2 separate regions of the Gossypium arboreum genome follow, and region 1 is linked to region 2. Evidence: chromatin contacts called from public Hi-C data. All regions are on one chromosome and are shown on one strand. Each heading gives the region's core, a stretch centred on a gene start, on an enhancer-like site or on the middle of the called end of the contact. The rest is flanking DNA. Distances are from core to core; before and after follow the strand shown. Region 1 holds the start of LOC108465090 (transcription termination factor MTERF6, chloroplastic/mitochondrial). Region 2 holds the start of LOC108465374.

Region 1 (2,700 bases), core at 1-2,500, 460 kb after region 2:
AGCATTCCATTCCTCCAGTTCCTTGACAGCATCCACCAGCATTTGCATGTATTTCGGGGAATTAGAAGATATAGAAATGGAATCCTCCAAAGAAAGCCCCAGTTCTTGGAGGTACTCAGAAATGGATTCTCGGGCTTGTGTTAGATCATGTGGAGTCTGGTTAAAGGGATTGGATTGGACCAAGGGAGGTTGAGGAAGGTATGGCTTCGGAGAATGGATTCTTGGGCAGTGAAAGAATGACAAGGGGAAAGCATTCAAAGAGCACCGGCGAGCAAAAGGGAGAAAACAGGTGTTTGGAAACTGGGATTTTAAATTCCAGTGAATTGAGAAGGATTTGGTGGACATTCGGGGAAACTTTCTTTAACACCCCCAGAGAAACCCTAGCATATGGCAAAAATTCACACTGAACAAACAAAGCTGAAACGTATCCAGTATTTTACATTAAAAAGAAGACCACACGAAAATCAAGTAATCAACAGTCACAAAAATAAATAAATAAATAATAAAGGTTTCCCAGATTTGCTATAAACAAGTTGCTATTTGCCTAAAGTATTTATTAGTGTTCCCAGAAGCACAACTTAAGACCTACAACTGATAAGGCTATATTTTATTTTTATTATTCTTTGAATAAAACTAACGGAAAATACATAGAGCAGTACACGGAAAATGAAGCGGAAACCTGGAAGAGGTAATATTTTTCAAAAAATATTCTTATAAAAATATCTTTTAAATGTAAATATTTTTTATATATTTAAACCACATCATCAACTTTGAAAGCGAAATCATTAAAGTTGAAAACAACCCATCAAATTTAAAATCACATTAACTAGTAAAAGAAAAGGTAATTATTTTTTAAAAAACTTTTATGTAAAATAAAAAAAATTTAATCCAGAAACAACTTTTGCTACACCAAAAGTTATATACTCTCTTGGCATTTGGCAACAAAAACATCCTATTTTGATTTATCTTTCTTAAATGCATACTTTCAGGCACTAGAAACTACATAATCACGGAAGACTTATGATATTTCTATTACCTCATTCCACGTGAAAAAAGAAGAAAAAGGAAATGGCTTTTAATTACACATACACGAATGTTCCTGTTACGCTGGTTCAGGATATTGCTAGCTGCTCTCAATTGTCTCATTGCATTGATCTTGGGCGTTATCTTAGTGTCCCGTTGCATTTTGGTCGTGTCACCAAGTATACTTATGCGCATCTTTTGGATAAGGTGAAGAAGTGTTTGGCATCTTGGGCTAATCAACTTTCTTTAGTAGGGAGTGTTAGATTTATAAAATAAATCTAAAATACAAATTTAATAAATTAGAATTTGTTATGTCAAATCATCAAGAATAAATCAAGAACAAAACTAGATGCGGAAGCGTACTTGAATCCATAGATTTCTTGAAACTTTTTGGATCTAGGAGATTTGATCTTCCAAATTAGCACACAAGAAATTTAGAAATATCTGCTCTCTCCTTCCTAATGATGGGATATTAGAAAAGATATATTATGTGTAATTTTGGGACTATAACCCTAATATTTATAACCTTGGTATATTTGTTCTAATCAAATTCTAATTAGCCCATCATTAATTAGAATTTGATTAGAAGAGTATCTACACATATTTGACCCATATTTTATTTAATAATTAAAAGCCCAATAAAATTCTAACCAAATTAGACTACTTTTAATTTGGGCTAACCTATCATGATAGTAAATAATAACATGTAATTATCCTTATTATATATCGATGTCCAAATTTTGACCCATACTTTATTTAATAATTAAAAGCCCAATAAAATTCTAACCAAATTAGACCACTTTTAATTTGGGCTAACCTATCATGATAGTAAATAATAACATGTAATTATACTTATTATATATCTGATGTCCAAATTTTCTAACAATCTCCCACTTGGACCACATATATATACTAATTACTTTATAATTACATGTCATTATATAACCTTATGAGCTCAAAATTTTACTATCATATCTAAAAGGCATTTCAAACAATCTCGTCCATTAATTATGTTAACATAGTACCAAGGTGACTTTCGTTACAAATATCGTAACTAAATCCGTCCATGATCACGTATATTAACACAACCAAATGACATAGATCAAGTATGGATGTGTAGCATGGAAATTACATGCAATATTATCTAAACATGTCTATTTCCAACTGGTCCTCTTTAAACTTAAGTGAGGTCAATTTCAAAATAATAAACAGAGTCAATAAACTTAATACTTCATTTCTAATCAGAAAATAACCAAATACATAAATGTCTAAAATATAAACTCTCTTTAAATCATGATATCCTCAAACAATGTAACACCCATGTGAGCAGTGTGCTCATGAAAGACCTTAGGTGGTAAACATTTTGTGAGCGGATCCGCTATCATGGAGTTTGTCCCAATGTGCTCTATGGATATTTGACCATTTTGCACTCTTTCTTTTACAACTAGGAACTTTATGTCAATATGCTTTGACTTAGATGAACTCCTATTGTTATTGGAATACAGCACTGCTGATTTATTGTCACAAAATAATTTGAGTGGTCTTTCTACATTCTCCAAAATGCACAGCCCTGTGACAAAGTTCCGTAACCATATTCTATGGTTTGATGCCTCATAGCATGCTACAAACTCTGCTGCCATAGTGGACAAAGCTGCAAGTGTCTGTTTGACACTTTTC
Region 2 (2,716 bases), core at 30-2,529:
GTTGACGAGTTTCAGCAACCACCTTAAATAGACGAGATTTTGTGATGTATCTGGCATTAGGATACCCTCGATAATCATAAGGATGTAAGCCCGAGCATGTTGTTCTCTTTTGACTTCAGTCGAATCCTCATCGAGCTCATCAAAATTTCTTCTTAACTAAGTCATTTCTATCCAACCTTCAAAAAGTGTTTCCAGAACCAACCCCAAAAGTTTGTCGCATACCGCTTTCCAATCGGTATGAACAGTCTCAGTCAATACGGACCCATCCACTGGTAACTCGAGCTGTAACTGCATATCTTTTAGAGTGATGGTACACTCGCCGCATGAAACATAGAAAGTGTGCGTCTCCACCTTTCCTCCAACGCGCTTACGAGTTTCGGTCTAACTTACATCCCTACCTACAAGGGCCACGTGCGAAAAACTTACTTCTCTTAAAGGTGATGGAGGAGCGGGTAGATTACGAATGTTGGATTGCAAAATTCGATCTTCCGCCTATTCAAGAAAAAAAATACAAAATATTAAATTAAAATATAATAAAAATATAAAAATTATACAACATTAAAATATAATAAGAAATATTCTTACCATATGCAATTGATTGACAAAAATGTGGTTATTATAATGACGGATTAGAGAATTTGAATTTGCCATTGATAATTTTAAAAAAAACCCAAAAATTTGTGTTAGAAAAATAATTTAAGAAAATGTTAAGATAACTTAAATAAAAAAGAAATAAAATTGAGAGAGCAAAAAAAAAATAGTGAATTTAAATGGGTATTGAGAGGAATTTGAGAGACAATTGAGAATCTGAGAGAGAGTTGAGATTGAATTGGAAAAAAATAGAATGCTAGGTTTATAAGAAAATAAATTTGACCGTTTGGGTAGGTGTCCAACGGCTAATTAAATAGTCATTGGAAAAATAGCCATTATTTTTTACTGTTAGGGGAAAAGTACTTCTAGTTGGAATTGTTTTCTAGGCAACACGCTGAAAATACTTCCAGTTAGAAGCACTATCTAAAAAATGGCCTATTTTTATAATTTTTATTAAAATCTATTATTTTTATTTGCCATTTATTGATAAATTAGTCCTCTCAATCATCTAAAATCTAGTTTTTTTTTTTGAAGGTACAAAATTTAGTGTTATACTAAATGGATTATGAATAAAAATAATCAAAGCCATCAAGAGAAAATAAGTTATAAATTAATTTTGTAAATAATGTAAAAAAATGTAAATAGCATAATCAAAAGTGAACAAAATAGTTGAGAAAACAATGGTGGGTGGTAGGAAATGGATTTTTCTGTTGATGTATCAGAAATAAACGGTCTAGATTTTATGGTTACAAAAAAATAAATTAGAATTGATTGTGGCGTATCCCTCTGTTCGTACATTCCTGTCCATCAAGATCTATCGCCCACCCCAAAAGAAAAGAAACCCTTCTCTAAAGATCTTGAATCTTAAAAAGACAAGAACAGAGAAAGAAAGAAAGAAAGTTGTTTGAAGAAAAGAAAAATTATTAATTTAGAGAATGTCTTTAACATGTGTGAAAATGTCTGAGGATGTTTGGTTAACTTGTCTTACACATGCATTGTCCACTGAAACTGAAGAGATCATGGGTCTTCTTCTCGGTGATATTGAGGTTTGTCTTTTTTTCCCTCCTCCTATATATGTTTGCATAAAATCCTTGTCTCAAAATCAATCTTTTTTTCTTTTCAAAAATTTTTAATGTAATTTATATGGCGCCTGATGTTAAAAGGGGGACTAATGTCAAAATTCTTTGGGTTTTTCGTTTTAATTTTTAGCTGAAATGGGTTCTTGTATTTTAAGTAAAAAATTGATCTAATTTTTCCAAGTTTTATTTATATGCTTTGGGTTATTGTTGAAGTCAAGTTTTAGTCTTTGATTTTTTCCTTCTGAATGTGTGTGCTTATAGTAAGCAGTAGATTATATATCTTAAATTTTTTTTTTGTTTAAGGGACTGAGTTTTACCAATTTCTTGTTCAGTTTGGATAATGCAAATAAACTGAAGAAATTCACACCTTACTCTTTCCTGATTTTGATGTGGAAATCCCCTTTATTGCATTAATTTTATACATTAGCAGATGTAGTTCTTGTTATGTATTTCTAAAAAGCAATGTTGGAAGTGTATCTACCTTTGGTTCATTTTGACTTTGTGGATTGTTGCATTCAATAAGCCATTTTTACTGAAACACGGTCCTAGGAACTTGAACCTCTTTATACGTAACATAACTGATGATAAGTCTGATCTTTTTAAACTTTGGTTTCATACGACAAAGAGTATTGCTCTGTAATATGATTGGTTTGTCTTGCACTTTTGTCATTCTATTTTCTGGATTTTATGATTCAGTTTATGTTCCTTTGTTCACCTCTTGCAAATTCCAGTACTCAAAAGATGGAAATGTCACTGCATTGATATGGGGAGCGTCACCACAATCACGATCTGATCGGCGGAAGGACCGAGTTGAGACAAATCCTGAACAGTTGGCAGCTGCATCAGCTCAAGCTGATATATCCTTAAATCTTTGTGCATTTTTTCTTTGTTGTTAATGAATTGGCGTTTGATTTTGTGTTCATTACAGTATAAAAGAAAATTAGTTCGCTGGTCACTAGTGTTGGCCTTTCCAGTGATTCCTAGTGATGATTTAAATCTTGTAAATCATGATAAGTGTCTAGAAGAGACTAGTTTATCGTGTTCGT

The links. Hi-C and Micro-C count contacts between places; a contact is called where the count stands out from the background.
Region 1: a contact with region 2 is called in a Hi-C map of leaf, with 2.9 times the contacts expected there. The contact joins the promoter of LOC108465090 here to the promoter of LOC108465374 in region 2. A contact is called at or near these places in 2 of 5 Hi-C or Micro-C datasets (both in leaf).

What each region holds. Positions count from the first base shown.
Region 1 is chr6:78,896,296-78,898,995 of ASM2569848v2, forward strand. It overlaps LOC108465090 (transcription termination factor MTERF6, chloroplastic/mitochondrial), which reads right to left and starts at 1,251. Exons shown (of 8, transcript XM_053030197.1): 1 at 1,090-1,251; 2 at 1-380. The coding sequence starts at 345.
Region 2 is chr6:78,439,930-78,442,645 of ASM2569848v2, forward strand. It overlaps LOC108465374, which reads left to right and starts at 1,280. Exons shown (of 11, transcript XM_017765708.2): 1 at 1,280-1,637; 2 at 2,402-2,527. The coding sequence starts at 1,527.